Linked DNA regions of Mus musculus: all the other regions are linked to region 4. The links are chromatin contacts, called in public HiChIP or PLAC-seq and promoter capture Hi-C maps. All regions are on one chromosome and are shown on one strand. The core of a region is the stretch at or near the end of the contact, and the rest is flanking DNA. Distances in the headings are between cores, read along the strand shown.

Evidence for each region. Promoter capture Hi-C pulls out the DNA fragments that hold promoters and counts their contacts. HiChIP or PLAC-seq counts read pairs in DNA pulled down with a chosen protein or histone mark.
Region 1: a contact with region 4 is called in an H3K4me3 HiChIP or PLAC-seq map of embryonic stem cells, with 6 times the contacts expected there. The contact joins the promoter of Krt19 here to the promoter of Smarce1 in region 4. A contact is called at or near these places in 7 of 39 promoter capture datasets (the 3T3-L1 cell line, 3T3-L1-derived adipocytes, cranial neural crest and 3 more), 6 of 115 datasets of contacts at active chromatin or transcription factors (embryonic forebrain, embryonic stem cells, extraembryonic endoderm stem cells and 2 more) and 1 of 9 other capture datasets (embryonic stem cells).
Region 2: a FOXA1 HiChIP or PLAC-seq map of pancreatic cancer cells shows a contact between it and region 4. The contact joins the promoter of Neurod2 here to the promoter of Smarce1 in region 4. A contact is called at or near these places in 1 of 39 promoter capture datasets (pre-B cells) and 2 of 115 datasets of contacts at active chromatin or transcription factors (embryonic stem cells and pancreatic cancer cells).
Region 3: a promoter capture Hi-C map of pre-B cells shows a contact between it and region 4, with 4 times the contacts expected there. The contact joins the promoter of Csf3 here to the promoter of Smarce1 in region 4. A contact is called at or near these places in 7 of 39 promoter capture datasets (the 3T3-L1 cell line, 3T3-L1-derived adipocytes, frontonasal cranial neural crest and 4 more) and 2 of 115 datasets of contacts at active chromatin or transcription factors (T-cell acute lymphoblastic leukemia and embryonic hindbrain).

The regions. Positions count from the first base shown.
Region 1 is chr11:100,143,241-100,149,679 of GRCm38.p6, forward strand. Krt19 (keratin 19) reads right to left here and starts at 2,686. Exons shown (of 6, transcript NM_008471.3): 1 at 2,191-2,686. The coding sequence starts at 2,619.
Region 2 is chr11:98,325,288-98,332,399 of GRCm38.p6, forward strand. It overlaps Neurod2 (neurogenic differentiation 2), which reads right to left and starts at 4,358. Exons shown (of 2, transcript NM_010895.3): 1 at 4,147-4,358; 2 at 130-3,054. The coding sequence starts at 3,049. The coding sequence ends at 1,898.
Region 3 is chr11:98,697,420-98,704,355 of GRCm38.p6, forward strand. Csf3 (colony stimulating factor 3 (granulocyte)) reads left to right here and starts at 3,894. Exons shown (of 5, transcript NM_009971.1): 1 at 3,894-4,000; 2 at 4,085-4,257; 3 at 4,607-4,714; 4 at 4,961-5,107; 5 at 5,383-6,210. The coding sequence starts at 3,961. The coding sequence ends at 5,541. It overlaps Gm38985 (a long non-coding RNA gene), which reads right to left and starts at 4,091. Exons shown (of 3, transcript XR_001780319.2): 1 at 4,018-4,091; 2 at 2,994-3,679.
Region 4 is chr11:99,225,661-99,232,728 of GRCm38.p6, forward strand. It overlaps Smarce1 (SWI/SNF related, matrix associated, actin dependent regulator of chromatin, subfamily e, member 1), which reads right to left and starts at 5,357. Exons shown (of 11, transcript NM_020618.4): 1 at 4,742-5,357; 2 at 2,837-2,888; 3 at 2,615-2,658. The coding sequence starts at 2,843.

The sequences.
Region 1 (6,439 bases), core at 1,436-3,935, 910 kb after region 4:
ATCATTTATCCCAGGGACTGGAGAGGTAACTTGGAGATTAAGAGCCCTGGATATTCTTCCAAAGGAACAGAGTTCAATTTGCAGCACCCTCGTGGCAGCTCACAACTGTTTGCAATTCAAGTTCCTCACACAGACATACATGCAAGCAAAACACCAATATACATATAAATAAATTAATAGATAAGTAAATAAATAAATCCTAAAGAAAAGAAAAGCAACACTTATCCCTGTCTGTGTCCCACACTTAGAGCACATTCTGCCTTCGGTGATGTGCCAGGCACCTTGTACTCTCTTCATGGTAACTCAGCCTCACTCCTAGGTTAGTACTGCCACTGTACGTGACTGGAAATCCTGAGTTTACCCAATATGAAGACTCTGGTTTGAGGGGTTCACTCAAATCATTAAGTTTACCACCAATTCAGTACCAGGGTTCAGTGTTTTTCAAAGATTAAGGTCATGGCCACTTATCCTGTCACCAGGTTGGAATCTGCAGGATTATTTTGGTTTAATGTTTTTGGTTGGGTTGGGTTGGGTTGGGTTGGGTTGGGTTGGGTTGGGTTGGGTTGGTTTCCTCTGGTTTGTTAGACTTTGGGGGTGAAGGACTAGGGGGTTCGAGACAGGATTTCTCTTTGTAGCCCTGGCTGTCCTGGACTCACTCTGTAGACTGGCCTTGAATTCACAGAGATCCACCTTCTCTGCCTCCCCAAGTGCTGGGATTAAAGGTGTGTGCCACTGCGCCCCAGCTCTGGTTTGACATTTTGAGACAGAGTCTCACTGTATGGTTCAACTGGCATTAACTTCATCGTCCTTCTTTCTGCCTCAGTTTCTCAATGCTGGATAAGCCACCACGTATCAGCCACCACGCTCAGCTACATAGATAGTTTGGGGGTGGGGGGTTGTTGACGAAAACAACAGAATATAAAAACCCGGAGGAGAGCATTCACAGCGGAGTAAGAATTGCTTCTAGATATGCGTGCTGGGAGTGTGTGGAAGGGGAAGGGACAAAGCAAGAGAAAGAAAGATGTGTACCGCCTAGGATTCTAGCTGTCCATCACTGGGTCAAAAAAACACCTCTCTAGCTGCTTGCTGTGTTGTGTGTCTAGCTCCATGCTAAGTTCACACAGCCCTGGAAAATGCTCTTGAGAACTGCATGTTGGGAGCACTAGCGGAGAGGACGCTATTAAACGCCTGCCTGGTCTCTGGTACATTTCTTCAGGACATAGCTCTTCCCTAGGAGTGAGGGCAATGCCCCACCCAACCAGCCTGTTGGATGTTGGAGCCCACAGAGACTTGCAGGTTGTCTTCCCTGGACCGGGGGACTCCAGGAGAGAGGTCCACAGAAGCAGAGGGTCAAGACTTCCACCTCCCTCTTACTTACTAAAATAATTGTTTTTATTTTTCTTTTGTTTCGTGTTAGAGTTGTTGTCTGTCTGTCTGTCTGTCTGTCTGTCTGTCTGTCTGTTCGGGCTGTTTGACGGCCGGGTGGGAGCCTAGAGACTCATGTAGCCCTGACTAGATTCAAGTTAACTGTAGCTGGGCATAGCTATGAACTCATCCACCTGCTCCTGGGATTACAGGCCTGAGCTACCACACCTCACTGGAAGTTTTTTTTTTTAAGATCTGGTTTTACTGTGCAGCCCCCAGGTTTTACATTCTTCTCGTAGCTCCGTGTGAGCCTAGGTGGTCCCCTGGGCTGGAGAGGAGGAGAGTGAGAGGACAGCTGCTGTAAAGAAAACCAGACAGGAACAACCCACACAACTGGAGAAAGCAATGCTCAAGAGTCCCAGAAGAGGGCCACAGGCTCAGGTGACCTCTGAGCCTACAGACTAATATCCGGCAGCTCCCCAGCCCTCCCCAACACCCCACCCCCAGCTGAGGCTGCGGCTCGGTATCTTCATCTCTGGGCAGCCCAAAGCTGTGTTAAATGCTCTCTTTGGATAGATATCCCTGACTATCCAAGCAGGTCCCCACCGCTTCCGAAAGCCCCACCCACTTAACCTGTCTCAGTTCCCTTCCACCCCGCCTCCACTCGAATCCCAGGGTCCAGCCCAGACTTTGTGCCCCACCCTGCGGGTTCCTGCCCGGCCCGTAGTAACGGGCTTGTCCACCCGCGGGCTGAGTTTCCACAACCTCCCCGCCCTGCCGCACCACCCCAACAGGTGCACCTCCCAGGGCCTGGCCGCTACCCACCTTGTCGCGCAAGTCCTCGATGGTCTTAAAGTAGTGGTTGTAATCTCGGGAGGGTCCGGGTCCCTGCTTCTGGTACCAGTCGCGGATCTTCACCTCCAGCTCGCCATTGGCCTGCTCTAGGGCGCGCACCTTGTCCAAGTAGGAGGCGAGACGATCATTGAGGTTTTGCATGGTGATCTTCTCATTGCCAGACAGCAGCCCATCAGACACAGCCAGGGTCCCACTAAAACTTCCACCGCGGACTCCGCCATAGCTCCCGGAGGACGAGGTCACGAAGCGGGTGGAGGACACGGACACGCCGCGGCCACCTGAGCCCCCGTGGATGCTGGGTGCGCGGAAAACACCCCCTGACCCAATGCGTACTGAACCCCCGCCCGTACCCCCAAAGGAAGACATAGCTGAGGTCTGGCGATAGCTATAGGAAGTCATGATGAGGAGGGAGACCAGAGCGAAGGAAAAAGGGACGCAGGTCTGAGAACTGCTGGCCGCAGGAGGAGTGACAAGGCCCTCACCTGTGGCTTTTTATGCCCGGGGCGGGAAGGGGGATGGAGATGTTGAAGGGGCGGGTATCAGAAATTTCCAAGCTCCCAGAGTGCAAATATGGGCTCTTTCCCCATTGGTCAATTCCTGGCGATTCTGCTCCTACCTCTCCCCTCCCAGGAGCCAGAGGTCTCAGTCCTTCCCAGAGCTGCCCCGCCCCAGCCCACTCCAAAGCTACTGCCAACATGTCACGTCCCTTTTCTGGCCCTTCAGCCCCTTACTACACAGGCTTAGACAACTCTAACTTCCGGAGTGACGATATCACTCTGGCCCTTTAAAACCTCCAGGAATTTGACACCCTTAGAAATCACACCCCTCTGAGCCCCAACTCAGTGACTTACTCTGAGAGTGCCCCCTCTGGAATAATGTTAATAAATCCCTCCCTCCTTGTGATAATAATTCGTGCAGTTAAGCTCCAGGCTTCCTGACTTTCTGAGACAAGGTTGCCCCACCCTGCTGCCACAATGTCCTAGGTGGCAATAGGTACAGCTGCAGGGAACACTAGGCCACCAAAGTGGCTTCTTTACACTCCTGCTAAATGCTCAATCTGAAGCATGGCTGACCCAGCTCAGAAACTCGACCCTCACCCCCACCAAGACACCTCCACCCTTCCCTGCCCAAGTCTCAAGACGCACTTAACAAGACCTCTAATTGAGTTTCTTTAATAAGCCGGAGATGAGGACTCTCAGCCTGGCTGAGGCAGATCACCTGCCCATAAGGCATTTGGCACCTTCCACCCAGAGACAGAAATGGCACAGAAGCTGTCCCCCTTGAGCAGTCCTGAGGAGGTATTAAAAGGCTGCAGGCTGAATCCAGGGGACCTCAGAACCCTCCTAGAGCAGAGGTGAAGGAGAGAGTGAGCTAAAGTCAGCAGCACAGAGTGGGACATCTTCATAATGGAAGGAGCCCTTCTCCACTCCCAGCCTGCAGTGCAACAATTCCAGATCTTTCTGGATCTTTCCCTTGGGCCGGACCCCCTGATACCCACTATAGGGGTACTTCGATAGCTTCACCCCGAAATTCCTGACCACCCCATCTCAACAGTCCTTAGTGGTGGCCCGCAGTACCTTCTTTTTTGTCAGAGCTGTCTCTGTCTGAGGACAGAAACCCTGTGTGTCCTGAGAGGGGGATTGGGAACAGGGAGATGGGCCAACCACTTCCTAGCTCAAAGGCCTCAGTTTCCCCCTGTGAAATGAAGAGTGTTCAAAGTCAGTCCTCTTGTCTTCACATTATCAGCAGGGTTTTCTATGACTATATAAAGAATTTGATCTTCTAAAACCCAGCACTGTCTTCTAGCCACCATCCTCTCTAGGAAGAAGGTAGCAACAGTACTTTTACATACATACACACACGCACACACATATACACATGCACACACACTTATACACAAATTGCACACACGTACACATACACACACATATACACATGCACACACTTATGCACACACCTACACATGTACACACTTACACATATACACACACATACAAACACACCTAGGCACACACTTACACACTTATATACATTTATATACACATGCACACACACTTGACTTGCACACACACATATACACACATGCACTTACACACACACACATATTTATATATACATGCACACACATTTGACTTGCACACATTTGCACATACACACACACACACCTTCCATGAGTGACTATAAATTAGGGAATCAGTGGTAGAAGGACTCTAGGGAGCCCCAAGCCAGTCAGGAAATAGGGTGTGGTTGAAGCTTCATAAAGGTTTTAGTGGCCAGAGTTAGCTAGCCACTGTGAGTCATTCCTTATCTGGCCTTAAGAGGAGGCCTGCTCCCTGGGGGAGGTGAAGGAAGAGATTGGCCAGATAGTTTGTTACTATGCTTTAAATCCAGGCCTGCCCCTGTTACTCAGGCCTGACTGGTGGGTCTTAGAAAGGAACTTTGGATCCAGAAACAGAGGCTAGGACGAATAACAGTGCTAGGGAAATAGCTGTGTTCTGTGTTCCCTTGGCTTCTGGAGCTTTCTGTCACTCCTACCAGAGTGACATTACCTGGGAGCAACCTTATAAAGCCTCTTCAGACGTCTTTGGAGCTACAACAGCCCGAAGAAAACAAGATTCTCTGCCCATCTCAAAGCGAAAGGAAATCACTCCAACAGAGACAGTAACTTGCCAGAGAACCACAGCCAAGATGCTCAGATTCCAACCTCTTGACCCCAGCCCCACAACCTAGGATTTGGAGTGTAGTTGAAGGCTCTGCTCACCCCCCCCCCCCAAGAATGCCCGGCCCATAAATAACTCTTCCTACCCCCAAAGATAGTCAGCCCCAGGCTGACCTGTGATCCTAGTCACTGAGTGCTCACACAGAGAGAAAACCCTGCTCTCTCTCTCATCTAAGCTAGAGCTAAGCGGCTTTGACTATATCAGGATCTCAGGAAAGCCGAATGAACACCTCACACATACCAGATGGAACTGAGGGTCTCGGCTCACTTTGTCTTCAGGAGGGGAGAAGCCAGTCACAGGAACTCCTTTCCAAAGCTGGGGTTCTCCAGGCCGGGGTGCAAGGTCGGCTGGAAGAAACCCAGGAAGAATTCAATCCAGCCCCCCACCCCCCCCCCACACACACACACACAAAGCTGTGATGAGAAACTTGTGAGAAAGAACTTGTCCATAAGAGTTAACACTGGTGGCTCTAGCTGACTTTTAAATCTACCATGCACAAGTACTAGAGGCCATGGAAACTTGTCTCATTTGTAAATTGAGGAGGAGGAGAAGAAGGAGGAGGGGGAGGAGAAGGAGGAGAGGAGGAGGAGGAGGAGGAGGAGGAGGCCTGTTTCATGGCGTTATTTAAAGGAATCAATGGGATGTGCTTGTGCAGGGCTTAATCAGAGCACCTGGCTAATAGTTACCACTCAAATTGCTTTGTTATTATTATTTTATCATATAATGTTATTAGTATTAAATAGTATATGATTGTCATAATTATAATCGCGAATAGTATTGTCTAACTCTGTTTAATTCACATTTTCCCAATACACAGGGCCATGGGCTCCTTTGTCTGGTGAATCTTAACAATAGCCTCCCAACAACAGGAAAGGCTGCTCCAATCCAAGGGCTCAGAGAAGCGAGGCGAGTTGTCTGAGGTCACGTGCCTCCTGAAGAGAGCCAAGATCACCTCCCAAGCCCGGCTCTCCCGTGGAGACTCTCCATCTCCATCTGGATACATTCCAGAAGGTTTTTCCGCTTAGAGAAGATCTCTAGTTCTCACAGGAGAACAGTTCAAAGGGAGAGGAAATTTCCTAATCCCTGAGAAAGTGTGGAAAGGCTTGGGGGTCACTAGAAGGAATCTGGGAGTGTGAGCCCCCAAGAAGAATGGAACAGTGTGTATGAGCCTTGACAGCATAGTGACAAAAATAATAATGAAGGTAACAGTGGTGACAGCAGGTGACCATTGCCAACTCTACTATCCAGGGCCTTCCTGCAAGAATTCACATACGTTATCTCAAGTAATCTGGTAAGTTTTGTATTTTTGTCCCTATTTTATAGTCAAGAAGACTCAGGCCCAAAAGGCTAACCAGTGAACCAAGGTAAGAGGTAAAGCTATGCTTCAAGCACAGACCTTTAACCCCCTAGAGCCACAGTCCCACCATATGACTTTTCCCGATTTCACTGTATAGAGGTCAGACACATTCCTCCACTAGCCTGGAGAAAGACTAGTCTGA
Region 2 (7,112 bases), core at 3,108-5,607, 900 kb before region 4:
CCAGGAAAGCCCTCAGTTATTTTCTTGAGCTTCTGAGCAGTCATTCACTCGACATAGCCTCAATCACTCCAGCCCCAGATCAGTCCTTGCCCCCACCCATAAAAGGAGGCCACTGTGAGAAAGCGGGTCTGCTTTGCATCTCATTTACATAAATATTTATTAATCGTCATTAAACTCAACAGAAACACGCAATGCACTTCGGGTGTCCGACAGGAGTTTCATCTTCGCTACAAGAGGAAGGTAAAATTGCGTGTGTGGGGTGTGTCGCCTGTGGGTTTGCGTTTTTTGCATCGTGTGTTTGGGTGCCTGGTTCCCTGCCTCCGGTGGGGGGGGAGCTTCACCTGTTGCCTCTTGCGAGGGGAACCTCCAGAGGAGCCCTCAGTTCTCCCAGCTCACTGGATGACAAAAGTCAGGAGGAGCCTAGAACCGAAACACAAAACAAAACAAAAAACAAAAGCAACAACAACCCCCCCAACAAACAAACAAACAAAAACCCAAAACAACCCTCTCTAGCCACCAGAAATCACCAGGAGCTTGGCGCCCACGGAGGCACAGTCTGGACAAGGGTAAGGCTGTTCCCAGGTCTGGGCTCCTCCACCTTACCCCAAGAGGGGACGGACCAGAGTGCCTATAGAGAGGAGGTACCAGTAGACAGCTCCTTCTGTCCCCGGACGCCCGGGGCCTGCGTGTGCGTGCGGTGTGGTGTGTGTGTGTGTGTGTGTGTGTGTGTGTGTGTGTGCGTGTTCGCGCGCGCGCGTGTGTGTGCGTGTGTGGTGTCTCTCATGCAAACCCTCCCTCCCCAAACCGACCCCCCCTAACAGTTTGCCATTCCATACAAATTTGGAAACAGGTTTTTAGAAAACAGTATGACGCACAACGGGGCAGGGCGGGAGGAGGGCAGTGGCACTGGGGTTCCAAATCTCCGAGTCATTGATTGTAAGAAACTGGGGGGGGGGAGGGGCGGCGCGGGCCCCCACTTCACCAAAGTGCACAGATCCGCGCGTGGGCGGGGCAGCCAGCAGACCCGAGGAGCACCCAGGTCAGGCTGCTAGGCTCAGTCAGAACCTCCTTGCATAGATATTTGTGTCTTTTTAAAAATTATTATTGGTAGTATTTTTTATTATTATTATTTGCCTTTTATTGCTTCTAAAAGTTCTTAATGCGTTTTCTCTCCGATCCGGACTCTGAGTTCGGCCTCCGTTGCCTCTCAGTATTTTTTCCTTTTTCTTTCTTTCTTTCTTTTTTTTTTTTCCTTTTGTATGTTTGTTTGTTTTCTTTAAAAAGGGAAAAGGAAAAATGGTTCTAGTTACAAATTGGCTTGGCCTCTCTCTTTCCTCTCAATCCACATCCCCTCCCACCAAAATAAAAAATAAAAAACGCGGAGATTCGTGTTAGGGTGAAGGCGTTTGGGCTCCCTGGCTGTGGCCTCTTCGAGAAGGAAGAGATACCAACTCTTTTCGGCCTGGGAAGCTCTGTGTCTGTTTTGTTTTTGTTTTTTTAAAGTAACTATAAGTGGGGGAGACACTATCCCGAGACTCAGCAGCCCCTTACCAACTGCCTCTGGCCTGTTGGGAGGTGGGGAGAGAAAACCCAAGTTTGGGAATGTGGAGGAAGTCTCTTGGGAGGGCCTGGCGGGAGATCCCCAGAGATGCTCTCCACGAGAGAAGGGAGGAGGAAGCCCGCTGGGGAGAGAGAGAAGGCGAGTCCCCAGAGGCAAGCGAGGCCCCTGGGACGGGCCACCCACAGGTAAGAGAGCACGCCGCTCTGGAGAGCTGCAGAACCGGCGGCCCGCGCTCGAGCGCCCGGCTCTGGAGTCGGTGGGAGCCCCTGAGCTCGTGGGGCTGGGGCTAAGGGGCCGGACAAAGGCAAAGAAAAAGAAAGGGGTCGGCGCGAGGTCTCAGTTATGGAAAAATGCGTTGAGCTCCTCGTACATGGGGCCCCGATCGTGGTGAAGGTGCATATCGTAAGACAAGAGATTCTCGGAGTGGACGCCCCCGCGCACGGCCGACGAGCCGAAGACCAGCCCGTGGCCCGTGGGCCGTGAGCCGGGCAGCGCCGAGTAGTGCATAGAGTAGTGGTAGCTCTTCTCGTGATCGGGGGACGAGTCCTGCTTGAGCGAGAAGTTGCCGTTGAGACAGAGCGGGGGACTGAGTGGACCCTCGTACTCGGAGCTGTTGTAGTCCGGGCTAGCGCCGCCGCCACCGGCCGCCGCGTACAGCGTCTCGTAGGCGGCGCAGTAGCCGTGGGTCCGCAGGGCGTGCGCCGCGCCTCCGCCCAGGCCGCCAGCCGCCTGACACTGTGCGCCTGCCAGGCGGGAGCACGGGTATGGGTACGGATGCATGGCGAACGGGCCACCCGAGCCGTGAAAGCGGCCGGCGCCGTCCGCGCCCTGCTCCGTGAGGAAGTTACGAGAGTTTAGCTGCAGGCAGCCGGCCACCAGATTCGTGGTGGGCTGTGACAGCCCCTTGCACAGAGTCTGCACGTAGGACACCAGATCCGGCCGCTTCCCGGAGCGCAAGATCTCCGAGAGAGCCCAGATGTAGTTCTTGGCCAGGCGCAGGGTCTCGATCTTGGACAGCTTCTGCGTCTTGGAGTAGCAGGGCACCACCTTGCGCAGGTTGTCCAGAGCCGCGTTCAGGTCGTGCATGCGGTTGCGCTCCCGCGCGTTGGCCTTCTGTCGCCGCAGCTTGGAGCGCTCCAGACGCGCCTTGGTCATCTTGCGTTTCTTCGGCCCGCGCTTCTTGGGCCGCTCGCCTTCCGCCTCGTCCAGTCCTTCCTCCTCCTCCTCTTCCTCCTCCTCCTCGCCGCCCAGCTCTCCTTCCTCCTTGACCTCAGCCAACGTGGGTTCAGGGATCTCTTCTCCTCCACGAAGAGACACTGGCTTGGCGGCCCGGGCGGGTCCTGGAGCCCCCGACCCGGGAGCAGGAGGAGGCTGCGGCGGCGCGTCGCCCTTGTCGCTCCTCGGCTCGTCGTCGTCGCCGTCGCCCCAGCTGGCGAACTTGGGCACGTCCGAGAGGAGGCCGGGCTCGCTGAACAGGCGGGTCAGCATGGTGCCTGAGGGCGCCCCGGGGGCGGGGAGACAGACAGCACAGAGTGAGGGGCGCGCCGGGGTCACCACGACCCCCCAACCCGCCTCCACCCCCCAAGTCTCCGTGAGCGCCCCAGCTCAGGGGCCCCCGATGCCCACTACGTCCTGCTGCCCCGCCCAGAGCCGGCCCAGCCCTGCCCGGCTGCCAGTGGGGGACCGCGGCCCAGGCCCTTGCCCGAGATCCGGGCTCCTGCTCCGCCCCTGGCCCGGAAGGAAGCTGCTCTCGGCCGGTGTCGGGGTCCCAGAGAGCTTGACCAGGTGGGGGGTTAAGGGACCAGGTCCATCTTCCCGGGGAGGCGGTGCTCTCGCCCGAAAGCCAGCTCTCTCCCGGTGACGGAGAGAAGCTGGGCGGCCGCCGTGGGGACGCTGCCCCGGTTCCTCCTCTCCACGGTCCGGCCCCTCGGCCTGGCTCCCCAAGCCCTCCGGTGCCTCTCACCCCCAAGCTCCCTAATCCAATTTGCAAGTTGGCCGCGCGCCGCCCCCGGCCGGGCCCCCACCCCCGCAGCCCCAATTCTAGACACCGGAGCACCGTCTCCTCTCTAGCTGCTGCTTACGGGTCTCCCGGAGCGGGCTCCGGGTGCGGGGACTGAAGAAGCCGGGCGTGGGGAGGAGACCCAAAAGCGAACCCTGTTCGTCTCCCTTGCGGTCAGGGACCCTCTTCCCCTCTTCAAACTCCCTCCCTCCCACACGTCTCTACAGATCTCGTTGTATTTTGAGATCCTTGGGGAAAAATCCAAATTTATTTGTTTGCTTATCTTTTTTGGTGGTGGGAAAAGGTCACAGGTTCCTTCGGGACAGTCATGGGGGGGGTCCCATCTTCGCTTCTTCGAGTGCCTCATGACCCTTCCCCCTCAGCCCATCCTAGGCATACCATCTCCTTCCGCAGCCCCTTAAGCTGCGGCCCCAATGGGAGAGAGAACACGGGGCGCCCCCGCTGCCCATCCCGTAAGGGGGTAGGGTCCCAGGAATAGGAGAACTGGGGGGGACTTCCATGTCCGAAGCAGCGCCCCCCCACCACTAATAGCAGGTCAGATCTAGCTCCCTCTCGGACAACTTACCTCAGAGAGGAGTCAAGGGGAGAGGGGAGGGGAGGGGGGAGGGGGCAAGAGAGAGAGGGGGGAGAAGAGGAATCTTCTCGCTTATTTCATTGTTCCCCCATCTTCAGGGAGCGGGGGCAGCGGTTCCTCAAGGCGGCGGGCGCCGGCGTCTTCAGAGCGCCATGCGAGCCGCGGAGCGAGTGTGGCATCTCTACCAGGCGGGGTACCAGCCTCTATGCCAGGCCATATGGGCTTGGCACGTCACGGGCAGCAGCTATCACATGAGAGACGGTGATTGGCATGCGTCTGCATTGGGGGAGAGCCGGCTCCCCCGGGACCCGCCGCCATCTGTCACTCTCTACTCCAAAAAAAAAAAAAAAAATTAAATAAATAAAGGAAATAAATAAATATCTCTGCCGCCCTCCCCTCCCCGCCCAACGCAGGAAAAGCAGAGATTGAGAGGGAGGTGGGAGGATTTGCCCCCCTCAGATATAGAACCCCCCACATGGGAACAATGGGGTGGCAAGTCTGGGAATTGGCGGTTTGTGGTTGCCAGGCCAATTCAGGGCTCTCTCCAGGGTCTTGATCTGTCCATTTCCCTGTCTCCAGGTCCCTAAGGTGGGTCAGGACCAGACCCTGGGGTGTGGAGAAGGGACCTCGGTGCTTACTGCCGCTCCCCAAGAGAATCCCCTCCACCACAAAGGGACAGCTGAGGCTCCTTCCAGGGTGGGTGTGGGGGGCATCCCTGGCCCAAGCCCCATAGGTAGATGCTGGCACCATGCCATTCCTCATCCCTGTCTGCCCCTCCCCCACCCACCCTCACGCACACACAACATATGTGGCTGAACAAAATTCAAACCAAGGGAAAGACAGAGAAAGGGAAAGATTTGCCTCCCTGGGTGTCTGTGCCTCTGCATGGGCGTGTTGTGCGTGCGCACGCGAGTGCTCATGTGTGTGTGTGTGTGTGTGTGTGTGTGTGTGTCTGTGGGGACATGTGTGTCTATCTGTGTAGTCATCACACAGGAGATCTTTCCTTGGGTGTCAAGGGCAAATGTATGGTGGGGTGGGGTGGGGAGGGATTTGGAGATGAGCTATGTGTCCCTATCTGGGTTAAGGTGGGCACAGATCTGGATTCCTAACCCAGAAGCCCTCTTCCTCCTCTTCCTCCTCCTTCTTGAGTCACTGAGGCCTTACCACCCCTGATCCTTGCCAGGTAGGCCATCCACCAATGCCTCTCTTTTGGCCTTCTGATTTGGTTAGCTGAAGGAAAGGGTATGACTGGTTGCAGGCCGCTTAGAGTTTTTAGACAGGACCCAGCACTCTTCCTCTCTGCAGAAAATACAAAAGCCACAGAGGCTGACCCCATCAGTCACAGGAGAGGCCAGAGAGGAGAAGACCAGACAGGTGTCTTGCTGAGGGAGGTAGGAAATGGATGCTTTATTTTACAGTTCCCCTTGCAAGGTTCCTATCCTGCCAGACACAGATGCAAATGGTACAGGTTAAAGGGAGGAGCTTCCGACACACCCACCTTCCCACCAGTTCCTCACTCTGTGGTGGAGAAAATGGAAACACACCCCTGTTCAGAGTTAACCTGTGTGAGAGACAAGTACTTGCAGTCAGGGGTAGAGACCCTTGACCACACTGGACTCAGGCAGGTGCTGTCTTCAGGCCCAAATTTCTTGTCTCTCCCTTGACCTACCTGTGCACACCCAACAACCTTGGCTCACATATTCAGATGCCAGCCAGCCACATAGCAAGCACAGAACCACACAGACAAAAGGAAGACCGCACCACATCCCTTAGTCCAAGTGGATGCCCTCTGGTCTTACCTGGAGAACCCTTCTCAAGGGAGTCTTGGGCTGATAAGACAAGAATTCGACGTTCAGAATGAACAAGGTGCTCCACAGAGACACATGCTGGCTTGAAAGGCCTTGAGAAAGTCGGTATGAAGCTTGGACACTTGGAGGTCAGGGGCTGAAAGAAGGTCCAAAGGCCAGGCACTTCCTCTTCCTTCCACAGAGGCAGTGCAGGGAAATGGATATAGCTAGGTACCCAGGGGGAGGAGGAGGGGAGCAAGCTGAGACTAGAACCCAGGACCCCTTCACCAACCCAGTTGCCTTGGTGGTCACCAAGGACAAGAAGACCTTTATAGGCTCTGCAACTAGGAAGTCAGAGCCCATCTAAGTCACATAGCCTGACACTGTGGATGGAATCTTGGCAGAGGCAAAAGCAAAACCAGGGGCACTACTGGGTTGGGGGCTGGCTTGCCAGGACACTTCCAGTTTGGGGTATAATTTCAAGGGCGTTCATGACTCTGTCTCCTCTAGCCCCTGGGCTGTGAGGTGTTTTGAACACACACACACACACACACACACACACACACACACACACACTCACAGCGCGCGCGCACACACACACACACACACACACACACACACATGCATGCACACACTCACGTGCATAATATGAGTTCTGATTCTTGGTCTACTCTGTTCACCTGGTTTTCATCTTGTTTTGTTTTTGAAATGGGGTCTCACTAAGTATTCTTGGCTATCTTGGAAATCACTATGTAGACCAGAGTGGCACCTGAACTCACTTTTGCCTTCAGAGTGCTGGGATTAAAGACATGCACTACCACATTGTAAAAGACAATGCTGAATTCTAGACTGGGGATTTAGCTCCAAGGTAGGGTGCTTGCCTCAAGAGCCCAAAGCCCTGGGTTTGAATCCCAGCACAAACAAAGGAACTTTGAGATAGTCTTCTCAGCCTTGGTTTCCCTATCTATAAGTGGTAGTCTGCTTGCTTTATAGGGCTGCTTGCTGGTTGACACTAAGTAGCATGATAGGTTAATGAGTTTAGCATAGGGCCAATAATAAAACACTCTCCCAATACATACCAGCTTTTATTTATTTATTTTAAAGATTTGTTTGTTTAATGTATGAGTGCTCTATTTGCATGTGCACCTACATGCCAGAAGGGGGCATCAG
Region 3 (6,936 bases), core at 2,644-5,143, 530 kb before region 4:
CCTGTGGTACTTAGCGGGCATTACCAGGGCATGACCCTGGATACTGGGCAGGAGAGGAAGCCGTTGGCCGCCCTGCTTGCTGTACATGCAGCTGCACCACAGGCTCAGATTGTATAACGTGAAACAGAAAAGGTGCTCACTTAAAGACCACAGAGAAGGCGAGGAAGATGGCTCAGCGGTTAAGAGAGCAGAGCGTGTTGCTCTTGCAGAGGACCTGGCTCAGCACCATGCACAAGGACGATCCCAAGGGATCCAATGCCCTCCCCGACACAGAACACATGCACATGTATGTATAGAAGGAAAACATTAATAGACATGTATTTTTTTTTTTATTAAGCCAGGGATGTAGAGTGCCTGTTTACCATGCCAGAGGTCCTGGGTTCAGTCCCGAGCCTTGCAAAAAGAAAACAGAAATTCTTTGTGAGCCTTTAGTGGAGTTGCAGCCAGCCTCTCACAAACCACCCTGTCCCTCCTTGGAGCTTCTTCAGTTTAGCCCTGCTCAGCCCCTGTGTGACTTGTCCAGGAAAAGAGGCCATTGCTCCTTGATCTTTTTTCCCCTCATATAGCCCAGGCTAGCTACACACTTGCTATGTAGCTGAGGATGTCCCTGAGCTTCATAGCTGTTTTTATTAGCATATGTAATTACAGGCTCCACTGTAACATTTCCATAGAGTACATCTAACGTGTTCTGACCATATTAGCTCCTTATTACCCCTCAGTTCCTTCCTGCTGGTCCTCTTCCTCCTCACCAGTCCCCTGTCTACTCTCCTGTTGTGTTTAGGTGATCCATAAACTTCCTTGGGGTTCCTTTTTGTTGTTGTTGTTTCAGGAAGGGGTTTCTCTGTGTAGCCCTGGCTATCCTGGAATTCACTCTGTAGACCAGGCTGTCCTATAATTCAAGAGCTTTGCTTCCCTCTGTCTCCTGGGATTAAAAGCATGCACCACCAGCCTCCAGCTCAAGGTTCTTACAATAACATGGAGGAGGAGTTATTAGAGGCATGGGTAACTTGCTATGGCTACTGAAGAAAAAGTCTCTTCTTTCCCCAGTGACCATAAACTGCTTATAAATCCCCCCAGGGGGGTAGGGGCTCACAGGCCCAGTCTCCTATAGGAAACCATCCATCACACAGCTGTAAGCTTCAGTACAATGGCCGTAGCCACGCCGTTTTCAAGAAATCTGCTGATGATGAGGTGTGGCGGCGGCAGCACAGCCCCTTCCTCCGGCCCTGCATTCTTTCTGTTCTTGTCCACGGTCCTCGCTGGGCCGTGATAGGGTGTTACAGCTCTCTCACTAATAGCTAAGCATCCAGCAGTCACTTCTCAGCGCTCTGACCATGACAAAAAGACGAGTCTCTGACCAAAGCTGACAAGCTATGACAGTAATAAACATTATTCAGATGGCAACTGGACAAGCGCATCCTATCTATCAGAACAGCAGTATAGCTTCCCTACTGGGTCCCAGGACTTCCCACACATAAACGCTGACCATGATAGTACTAGAGTGGATTCCATCCTGTGGCCTCAAATCCAATTGGGAAGTCATTGGTTACCCCTATAGATAATCCACTGTTGCACGCCGGTGGCCCTGGGCTCAGTAGTACAACGTGCAGACCCCGATAGCTGAGTAAGCATTGGCTGGCAATCCTCTTAGCAGCCTGCATACACCGTGAGGTCCAGACAGCAAGGAAGACGCTCTGAGATCACGTCCAGCTTGATTCCTCTATGTCCTGTGCCCAGAGCCCGCGGTGTCTTTGGCAACAGAGTCTGGCCACTGAGTTCTGGTTAGCAGCTAGCAGCAGTGACAATTGTTACACTATGTCGGGGCCCTCAGGGCCCCTCTCTAGCCAGGTCTGGTTCTGATCCTCCTACCTCTATTTCCCAAGTGTTGGGATGACAGGTGTGTGCCACCATGCCTGTGTTATGCAGGGTTAGAGATGTAACCCAGAGCTTTGTCCATGCCAGGCAGGTACTGTATCAGTTAAGCTACATTCTGAACGCTGCCCTCCGGTCTTTATTCTCCACTCTCCGAGGTGCACTCCAGCTGGCTGGTGCAATAGAGCAAAGGGGGCTTGTGCAGCTCATCAAGGCCACCCCTCATCTGCAGCCCACCAATTGGTAGACAGAACAAAATAATGGCAGCAAAAGATCCCCACCACCCCCTACACCGTGGCACTCAGCCTTCCTAATACCGAGCCCTTTAATTCAGTTCCTCATGCTGTGGTGACCCCCAAACATAAAACGATCTCATTGCTACTTCATAACTGTGATTTGGTACTGTTATCAATTACGATGTAAGTATCTGATACGCAAGATGTCTATCTGATATTCTATTCGACCCCTGTGGGTCTTGAGTTTGTGACATATAAAGTAGGCAGCTGTTGCCAGTTAGCATGTTTTAAGAATTAAATCTCGCCGGGCATGGTGGCGCACGCCTTTAATCCCAGCACTCAGGAGGCAGAGGCAGGCAGATTTCTGAGTTCGAGGCCAGCCTGATCTACTGAGTGAGTTCCAGGATAGCCAGGGCTATCGAGACAGAGAAAACCTGTCTTGAAAAACAAAAACAAACAAATAAACAAACAGAATGGGAATCCCTTGGCCTGTCCTCTCAAGCAGAGGCTATGTAGTTAATGTCCATGACATCTGTGGCCACCAGAGGGCACCCTAGCCCCAGAGTTGGCCCCACCCCATCAGGTATGCCTCAACATCAAAAAATGTCTATATTCCTTGGCCCCACCTTGGTGGGGGTGAAATAGTTCAGAAAGTACCAGATCGAGATGCCATCAGTCAGACAAGGAATGCCGTCCTCCTTTTTAGGTAGTAATACCCTGTTGGGACTGAGAGCGACTGGGATGTCCCTCCATCCCTACTACCCATGATTGGGCAAGGCATTTCCCTTTCTGGCCCAGTTCACAGAGGTGAAATCACCAAGGTCTCTTTCAGAGCTAACACTGGGCAGAGTTCTAGGATGGGAGATGCAGCTCCTCCTTTCTCACCTCAGCATGCATCGACTCAAGCCAGCTCACACCACTGCTACATAATGAGCAGAGATCGTCGGGACACTCCATGACCCAGCCTCCGACGCCCTCCAGATGCCCCAGACTCCACGACATCGAGGTAATGTGCCAAGGGAAGCAGAAAGGCAAGGTCAGGTGAGCCAGGAGCCCCAGAGGGTCTTGATTCATTCAAGACAGACATCCGGTTTCCTCTGGCCTCTCTGCCAGGATCCAGGGGCTTAAAGAAATGAGTCATAATGGGGGGTATTGGGGAGTTCCCAGCTAATCAGCCTGGGACAGAACGGCCTGAATGCTGGACCAATTTATTTTTATCCAAATGTGGGGCAGGCGTAGACAGCAAGACCCTACCTAGGGTGCTGTGGAGGGCTCCCAGAAAAGCAGGAGGCAGCCACCAGGAAGCTTATGGGTCTGAAAAGAGGACAGGTTCTTTCTTCTCTCGGGATGTTTGTCCCAGGTATAGGTGACTTGAGAATCACAAATGAAGGGCAGAGGGGGCTCCCCAAGCACGTCTGCCAGAGGATGGAGAGACAGAAGCAGTCTTGATCTGAGCACCCATTCTTCCCCAGGGTCTGAGTTCCTTGCTATCCCCTCCAGGGTTTCACCAGCCTTGTTGGACAACTCGGATCCAGATCCAACACCCTGCAGCGATTCAGGCCTGGGTGTGGCTGGAAGAGAGGAAGAGAGTTTGAGGGGGGGACAAGACGTCAAGGAAGGAACAGAGATTCCCCGATTTCACAAAAACTTTCGCAAACAGCTTTTCCCCAACCCCCTGCATTGTCCTGAGCTATCATCAAATTTGCATAAATCCTGGGAAGTTATTACTAAGCCTGAGTTGCCCCAGCCCCAGGTAATTTCCTCCCGGGGCCTTGATGGCTTTATGTATAAAGGCCCCCTGGAGCTGGGCCCTGGCAGAGCCCAGAGCTGCAGCCCAGATCACCCAGAATCCATGGCTCAACTTTCTGCCCAGAGGCGCATGAAGCTAATGGGTGAGTGCCCTGGTTACCTGCCCTGGGTGTGGAATGGAGAGAGGCCGGATAACAAGTGCCTCAGACCCGTCTGTTTGCTCCTAGCCCTGCAGCTGCTGCTGTGGCAAAGTGCACTATGGTCAGGACGAGAGGCCGTTCCCCTGGTCACTGTCAGCGCTCTGCCACCATCCCTGCCTCTGCCCCGAAGCTTCCTGCTTAAGTCCCTGGAGCAAGTGAGGAAGATCCAGGCCAGCGGCTCGGTGCTGCTGGAGCAGTTGGTGAGTGGGGTTGCCATAGGTGTGGAGGGAAGGACTTGGGGGGGGTAGCGGGGGAGGCAGGAGCACAAATGAGAAGAGGGCAGACTAGGAACACACAGCAGTTGACAGTGTTTGCCCAGTGTGCACAAGAGCCTAGATGGCACCCTCAGAATACTGACAGAAACATTGAGGAAGGGAACATGGGGGGAGAAGGGCACAGGAAAGAGAATGAGTAGAGACAGCAGTGGGACCTCTGGATGGGACAGTCCTTAGGGTCACTAGGAAGGTAGGGAGCTGAGAAGCCAGGAGGACCTGAGCTGGACAAAGAGCCTGGCCCAGGTGAGCACCCTCAGTATCCTTCCATCTACAGTGTGCCACCTACAAGCTGTGTCACCCCGAGGAGCTGGTGTTGCTGGGCCACTCTCTGGGGATCCCGAAGGCTTCCCTGAGTGGCTGCTCTAGCCAGGCCCTGCAGCAGGTGAGTATTTTCGGAAAAAGGAGGACCAGGAGGAGAAGGGGGAGGAGGGGGAGGAGGAGAAAGAGGGAGAGGAGGGGGAGAAGGGGGAGGAGGAGGGGGAGGAGGAAGAAGAGGGGGAGGAGGGGGAGGAGAAGGAGGGGAAGAAGGAGGAGGAGGGGGAGAAGGAAGGACTACATCCTACTATTTGGGCTCCTGAAGAGAGCAAGCATCCCAAGATGTACTGCCTAACCCTGCTATCTTCCCCAGACACAGTGCCTAAGCCAGCTCCACAGTGGGCTCTGCCTCTACCAAGGTCTCCTGCAGGCTCTATCGGGTATTTCCCCTGCCCTGGCCCCCACCTTGGACTTGCTTCAGCTGGATGTTGCCAACTTTGCCACCACCATCTGGCAGCAGGTGAGTACCATCTGGAGGGGGTCATGGCAGCACACCTGGGCACCCTGGAAGCTCTCTATATTTTCAGAGGCCTGTTTTTTGGGAAGACACCCCTCGCCCCCTACCCCGCTTCCTCCAGGCTGAGAGACAGACAGACTCTGTCCAGAGACAGACTGGGTTGGAGTCTTGGTCCTACCGTTAACGTTTAATGAGCCCCACAGGCCAACTTAACCAACTTCCCAGCACTTCCTCACCTCAAGGAAGGACTGATCCCTGACTTCATCTCCTCCCCACAGATGGAAAACCTAGGGGTGGCCCCTACTGTGCAGCCCACACAGAGCGCCATGCCAGCCTTCACTTCTGCCTTCCAGCGCCGGGCAGGAGGTGTCCTGGCCATTTCGTACCTGCAGGGCTTCCTGGAGACGGCTCGCCTTGCTCTGCACCACTTGGCCTAGACCTGAGCAGAAAGCCCTTTCCAGATAGTTTATTTATCTCTATTTAATATTTATGCATATTTAAGCCTACTATTTAAAGACAAAGACGAGAAAATGGAGCTCTAAGCTTCTAGATCATTCTCTCCACTTCCGAGTTTTGTTCTCCTGCTTAGAGCAGAGAGAGAAGGCTCTTGTGTCCTCCTGTGGAGGCCAGGGAAGGAGATGGGTAAATACCAAGTATTGATTCCTGCTGCTGCTCCAGGCACCCAGTTCTGTGGCAGTACCCCCAAAAAATCAGTGAGCCCTGCCGTGCTGAGGCACCATCTCAGGGGGGCCCAGGCAGCATCTGGTCTCCCTTCCGGGGGACAAGACATCCCTGTTTAATATTTAAACAGCAGTGTTCCCAAACTGGGTTCTTATATCCCTTGCTCTGGTCAACCAGGTTGCAGGGTTTCCTGTCCTCACAGGAACGAAGTCCCTAAAGAAACAGTGGCAGCCAGGTTTAGCCCCGGAATTGACTGGATTCCTTTTTTAGGGCCCTGCTGGCCTGGAAGTTGGAGTGGGGGGCAGAGGAGGCAGGAGGAAGCCTGGGGGGGGGGTTGGCATGGAGGGAGGCCTTCCCATCCACCCTCACCCTCCACCCCACCTGTCACTATAGCCAAGCTTGCGGATAATAAAGTGTGGTGTTCCAGTACGTGTTTTTTGTCTTCCTTCTTGGTTGGCTAATGCCTGGCTGGGGGCTGGTGAGTGGCGTGGCGTGGTAGGAGAGGACAGATAAAGAAGGCACTGGGAGGAGGTGGGATGCTCTAGCTTGCCCCGACCTCCTCTGGGTGCCATTCTCTACTAATCGATAGGGACACTAAAAATGCCCAGTGTCGCTGCCGCCAAGCCACAGCTTCTTGGGAAAGAAAAAAAACCAAAACTGATGGATGATAAATCAATGGAGAGAGGAGGGTTGGGGGCAGGCTGAGCACGTGCACAGGCCTGGTCTCTTCATCACCTATGAACAGCCCTCTGCAAAGCTGCCCACCCGGCAGAATGACAGGCAGAATGACATCATGCCTTTTACAGTTTAATGTGATTACTGGATCAGAACTCAGGTCCTGGGTTGGCTGGCTTTCCCCCCAACAAACTGTGTCCCCACAATCTCCTGCTTGGCTCACTCCTCAGCTGAAGAAGCCTAGAAGGCCTGAAGGTCAGCTGCAGGCTCCCCCGTGGCTCAGAGCTGCCCAAGAGGCTAACCTGTCACTTCCGCCCACACCACTGACTCCTCAATGCCTCCCACCACCTCCCTTCCCACAGCCTCACAGGACCCTGCCCCTGGACTCGCAGAGTATGGAAGACAGAAAAAGTCCTCACCCTCAATACCAAATAATCTCACAGGAACACGTGGTGAACTCTGGTCCAGAGGGTGGA
Region 4 (7,068 bases), core at 4,107-6,606:
AAATAATTTTCTATGTGACAAATGAGAAGAGACTGAAATCAGGAGGCCAGGAACTGTCAATAGGATAGAACATATGCTCGATTCAATGGATGTCACATGCATGGTTTTAAAACAAGGACTTGTAAGAAATGCATAGATCTCATAATGGTGCTATCTGATCTCTAACCACGTCATTCTTTCATAGACTTTCTCTTCCATCTCTTCTTTGATCCATCTTCCATAGGTAATCATCAACAGTTTATGAATTTAATTTTAATAGTAACTACTTTTTTTACTTGACAGACTTGAACTTTCTTTTTCATCTGATTTCCTGAAGTCTCTCAGCCTTTCCAAATACAACTGCTCACTGCAGCAACAAAACTCTTGATTTTTGTGAATTACATGTTGATATAATCACCAATGGGTTCTTATGTAATTGTGGCCTTGTGGCTAATACAATGACATCCAGTGTTCATAAAATCAAGGCAAAATGCATAAAAAGAATGTGGTAAAGAAGAGACCAAAAGTGTAGTTGACTTAGTGACACTCAGTCATAACAAGTGATAGCAATGCCATTTTTACATGCAATTAACGTAACTCTCCTCAATTCTACAAAAGTACACGTCACACATTCCAGCTAAACTTAGTTGTTTCAAAATAAATGCCATTCCTAAAGCATGCCCTTGTATATAGCCTTAGTATCCAAAGACACTCAAGCAGGCAGCACGTGTGGCACTTTTTAGAGGAAGACAAAGTGATCCATTATAGCCCATATAGTTAGGAAAGACGCAAATTAAGCATATTTCAGTAGCAAAACACAGATGAAATCGTAAAGGCACAGAAAGGGCGTGTTCCACGGGGAGTGGCTCATTGGAGAGGTGGCAGTGGAAGGGGTGGGTGGTGATAATGGTGGTAAAAGCAATGACATTTAAAAAAGAGAAAGATTAACTCATTTCATATCCATTTTGCTGGGTGTTATAATCCCTAGTTTCTAGATTTTGTGTATAAATGTGAAATTATGATGAGGGTTAAACAAGGATCCCTTTCTTTGTATGAAAACTCAGAAGGGGATCTTGGTTTTTAAAATATTTAGTTAAAAAATAATAGCAAGTTTGTTCACTAGACACTCCTGGAGGTAGTATTTATATAAAAATGACACCTCCGAACACTGATTAAAGAACAACATAAGTGAATAGGGGAATTTAAAAAAAATGAAACTAGTATACTGCAATTACACCATTTCTAAAGTTGAGGGGCCTGCTTCTGTTTTTGAGGTGAGACTTTTAATCACTCAACTAAACCAGCACACAACCATGAGTGGAATGTGATGGAGATGGGGGTAAGAAATGTTCTTTAAGAAAGAAAAATCATGAAGCACACGACTTTACAGTCCACTGGAAGCGACCCTGCAGACTGTATATTACATGGAGTGAACTTAAGAATGTATGGTAGGCCTTTTAAAAGGAGCATCTAAGGAGAAACAAACTGTTGATAAATGTAACTAAAACAAACACCTATGGGTTAGTAAATCAGACTAGTTAGTTACCTAGCAGAGAAAACAAACAAAAAAGGAAAAGACACAGGAACTCATTAGTAATAAAAGTAGACTAGCCTGCAGTGAGTTGGTAGAGGGAATGGAAGGAAGAGCTAGCAGATATTAAAGAATTAATTTGGGGCTGGGCATGCTGATAATCCCAGCGTTTGGGAGGCTGAGGAAGAAGGATCACCATTTGGAAGCCAGCCTGGGCTACATAAAGACCCTGTCTCAAAACAAAACAAAACAAATCAAAATAATCCTGATTCAAATTTTGTAGGACGTGGTTATGTTAAGTGGTCTTTTTGTTGTTGTTTTAAAATGGTAAGAAAGCCATTTCAGCATTTCAGCAAGGGCCTGTACAGTTTGCTGTTAAAGTGGACTTGTGATTGGATAGTTATTTTACAAGCTGCTTAAGCTGGGAAGAGCTTGTTGGGTAAAAACAGTTCACAACCATTGGACACCTTCAAAACAGATCAGCCGGCAAGCCAAAACAGAACCAAATCCAGTAGCAAGAGCTGACCCATGGGTAACGAAACCCTGGCCTGAGCAGCTTTAAAATAAGACTTATGAGCGTAACTATCCTTAGAACAAGAAACTTTATTTAATGTGAAATTTTTATATGCTGACAAGAAAGTTTAATTAAAAAAGTCGTGTTGCTGGGGTTCCAACCTAGGACACGCTAGGTGAGTGCCTTGCCACTGAGCTACCCAGCCCTTACGGTGAGAGGAAAATGTAACCGGTTGAAGGTTAGGCTTAAAAACAACAAAAAAGAATAAAGGATGCCAGAACGAGCATTTACTCAATATCAACGGAAAGACCCTTCACCAGGGAAAAACGGCAAGAACGGAGTGTTTCACTGATGTCCCGTTAGGAAACAAAGAGCACAGGAGGCTGGAAGCTCACAGTATGTATTTTTAAGTGTTGGGTTTGGCTCAGGTAGGATGAAAGGAGTTATTTTATTTGGTAGGAAGTGCTGTTTTTTAGCTGAATTGTCTATCCTGTGGCTGTGATGACTGAGTGACTGTCAGTGGAAGACATCTGGGTTTTTGTATCAAGGCCAGACTTGGCTATTACATTAACAAGAAAATTAAAACTTACTGTTGCAGGAGCTGGGGTGGGAGGTGGGGCATAAGATGGTCTTTCTGTTTGAAAGAAAATAAATAACTTCTTGTAAACAACTGAGATATAATACTATGCAACAAAACTACCAATGGTCCTGCTTTGAAGAAAAAAAAAAATGAGAGTATTTTGGAATTCCCATTTGCTAGGGCATTAGTCTCGTATTAACACAGATTGATAAATATAAAAATTGAAACTTACTTGACATTTTGGAAGATTAAGTTCTCAGTTCCTTAAGAATGAATCTGAGACACTAAAATAAAAAAAAAGAAAAAAAAGAAAAAAAAAGAGAATCAAAACTCAGCAAGCATAAGAGAATGTTTTCCTAAAGAATAGGGTAGTTTGGTATTTCTGAGCAAAATTACTTCACTATTAATTGCTAGTAATCAAGCCTTTTGCATATTTTTAACTAGTTCTTACATTCATTTGATTGATCAGAATTAAATGATGAAAATAAATTACTGGGAAATTTAGAGTTATATTAGAGATGGATTTTTAGGTTTTTGCTTATGATACTGAGAGCAGCGTCTTGTATGGAAAACATTTTGCTGATGCCATGCAAACGATTACTTAGACTGATAAAAAAAAATAATGACAATAGAATGTGATGTATTATCCGGGTGACCCCAACAAGGCCTACCAGATACTGACAACCCCTGATTAGAAGCTCTGCCTTATTTAGGGAACATCTTTCATTGAAACAGAGTCATGTCTTATTCCTGGAGGCAGTGTGAAAGGTAAGTCAGTATGATAACAAACTTTACATTCTCTTTTGTTGGTAAATAGTTTCATAAGAGCCGGGAACAATTTTCTGAGGCTACTTACAGGACACATGTTGTTCCTTTACAGCTCATTTCAGAAATTATCTCAGGTACTTTCTTGATACATCATCGGGACAGAATAAATTATATCTCGTCTCTGTATTCCTACATGGCTTACAAAGACCAGCGGCACTTTCCCTCCAACAACATGTGAATGTGCTAGGTTTTGCCTTGCAAGAGAGGAGGGATGGTCTAATTTATTACTGTATTATTCAAACATAGCTCAAGTCTTCATAAATTTGGTCCTAGTATGGCCAGCTCGAAACATGGACATATCTGAGCTTGTTCCTTACTCAACATAGACCACAAATGGTAATGCATAAGAGATGAAAACTTATTTTTAGAAGGATGGTGAATACACTTTTTTTTCTCCTAGTTTTCATTTTAAGGAAGTGCCTCAAATCATCAAGGTAAGAGTTTCTGATGTGGAAATAGCTAAGTTTTTTCAATTCATCTCTTTTTTTCCTTCCATCAACACCCAGTAGGCCTTGCTGTGGGGAGCCCCGACAGAAACTGTGACAGGGTCCCTGGTACCTTACACTTCACTGCTAATACTTACAAATGATTGCTCTCCCGGGCTAAGCATATAAACTCTAGTAGTGAGTGGATCTAACCATTGTGCCTGGGACGCAACTCTGTATTTATTGAATTAATTACCTTACTGGTCAGGCTTATAACACAGTCTTACTCACTAGTCACAACGACCCTACCCGATGCGTATGACTGTCCCCATTTTACAAAGGAAGAAAACAGTCTCGGGGCGATTAAGTGTCTAAGGCCAGAGACCCGGAATTGTCAGAGATGGGTTTAAACCCAACCCACACCGTCTCAGACTTCACTCCAGGCCACCCCGGGAATCCTTAAGTCGCTGCCTGAACCAAATAAAAAATAAAAATAAACAAAGGGGGGGGGGGACGACCACCTTCGTGGTGGGTGAGGATCCCCGCTGGCCTTGCCCAGAGGGTTTCCGGAGATCCTTTCCCTGGAGTTTTGTGGCGGGCGGAGGGCGAGCTTTTCTGGAAACTCCCCTGCAGGGGGTTGTGCATTGGTGCTCACCGGCGTCGGGAGTCCCGCGGAAAGGGACTACCGGCGCCTCCGAGGAGCTGTTCCGGACGGGGTTGCCCCGCCGCCGCTAGGCCTCACCGAGGCCGCACCGGCTCTAGCTCCCGCCTCGCAGCCGAGGCCGAACCCCAGCACCCCGCGGGAGCTCGGGGTCCCGCCAAGCAGAAACACCACCGCTCGCCACCCTTCCCCGACCGGGTTGGGCCCACTGGGAAACACTCACCCGCGGGCCGAGCAGGCGCCCGCAGCTCCGGCTTCGCTTCCCTTTGTCCCGCGCTCGCCCCGCCCCTCGCGCCGGAGCTTCCGCGCTCGCACTTTCCACACGCTCCCGGGAATTGTCTGCCGGCCGCGGCCGGCTCCCGGCAGACGAACAGCCCTTCCAGTGAGCACGCGGCGAGGCTTAGGGCGCCAAGGATTTTTAAAAAAAATTTCGTCAGGCTCCTGGGTTTCCTCAGAAGTCTTCCAATTTGGATCCCGTCCCAGTCGGGCGCCGATTCGTCACGGCGAGGAGGGCGGAGAAGGCTGGGCCGCGTTGCGGGCCCTGGTTCGCGGCCCGGCGGCAGGAACTGCGCAGACTGCGCGCCCGGGGCTTCACTGAGGCGGTGGGCGCCGCCGCGTGAGGCGGGCGCCGGAGGGGAAAGGCTCGCCGGAGCCTCTCCCGGGAGAGGGTGGGACGCAGTTCCCACACACCATGCACTCTGGCTTTTCCCTTCGCTCTGGTCTTCAGTCCTCCGCTGATGGACGTATGAATGGAGAAGATGGAGAATGTAGGCGGGGAGGACCCGGGTCGCTGCGTTTAGGTCCTTGCTGGCGCCCAGCGGGGCTCCCCTGCCTCCGCCTAAGCGAAAAGCAACACGGGAGTTTTGTAGTTTTCCCAGATGTTTCTAGAGGTCGAGTGATGGCGGCGGGTTTCTGCGCCTAGGGTCCTCAGATGTCAGCTCACTCCTTCCAGCTGGCATACCTGTGACAATTCACATCCCTTCCCAGGAGGGCCAGTTCAGCTCAGCCTCGCTTGTCTTTAAACAGTTCAGTGTTTCTTTGTGATGCCCTCCTGGAACTTTCCCAAGCCGGTCCTGTATCTGATACCCTCTATATGGGATTGGGCCATCTGCTATCTTGGAAAGTCTTGAAAACAAAGTTTTAGGCATCTGGACCGGACAATTTCATAATTACCAATGATTTCTAAGGGCTAGACATGTAATTGTTCAGTGAGTGTGCGTGGAGCCACCTTTCTGGACCATTCCAGGGCTATTTTTTTTTTAAACTAATTAACGAATACTTTGGCGGATTATACAAAGTAGAGAACACTTGGCTAGTGTGGGTCACGTCACGGTGGAGGAAAAATGAACAGAGCATCTGTGGTTATCTAAGGTCAATGTTAGCATCTAGAGAAACTGGCTGAATGCTGGGACTACCTGTTGGCCCTTATCCTGGTTGTGACAACAGGAAGTGAGGTATCTTTAGAAGTGATAAGTGATAATACTGTCCAGTTCTTCCATCGCCCAATATTTTCATACTCTGGTGAAATTATCGAAATGAACCGGTATTGTAAGGAAAGACTAAAGGAGAGGTTTGTTTTGTTTTGTTTTCAGATGAATGCATAGCATAAGGGAATGATCTGAAAATGTTTTTTTTTTAACACAAAGAGCATAGAGAAGGTGAATGTAGGATCCACACAATTACAGCAGGGATCCAGTGGCTTCTTCCTCTGCCCAGTAATTCCAGCCTTGTTACTTCCCGGTCTTAGCAAGGACTATGGAATGGTGGAAAAGGGGGTACAGGCACAGTGCTCCGGAGCATGTGTGCACGCGCATGCATGCTGCAAGGTGCCATTCCCAGCTGGGCAGTTAGTTCTCTGAAACTCAGCGGTGTCTGCATGCTGTGGTGGGAAAGGGCTGGCACAAAATTGGCTTAAAAAAGGGGAATTGATTGAGTTCTAAGTGGACAGCGGCATGGCATTCTTTCTTGTTCTTTTTACTTCTGTGAGGCGCTAGGGATTGAATCCAGGGTCCCGAACAGGTCCTGCAGCACTTTTCTTTCCTTTCCTTTTTTCTTTTTTTTTTGGTTTTCCGAGACAGGGTTTCTTTGTGTAGCCCTGGCTGTCCTGGAACTCATTCTGTAGACCAGGCTGTCCTCGAACTCAGAAATCTGCCTGCCTCTGCCTCCCGAGTGCTGGGATTAAAGGCGTACGCCACCACACCCGGCCTGCAGCACTTTTCAAATAATGCTGTCTACTATTATATCTCCCCAGAATTATAGGATTTTATAATTATGGTTATGATGCGTGTGTGTGTGTGTGTGTGTGTGTGTGTGTGTGTGTTTGTAGGATCTTACTACGTAGTTCAGGCTGGTCTGGAACTCAAAATCTTTCCTCTGCCTTCCACGAGCTGGGATCGCAGGTGTGTACTGTCAGCACCTAGCTGGATTTTAAAACTTAATCCTTAATTTATCTTGGAAACCAAGTTAAACCCTTCATCTCCTATCACTGGAGCTGTCTTCCTCAAGTGATTTAGCTTTGTTTGGCTTAACCATGCACAGACATCTTTGAAA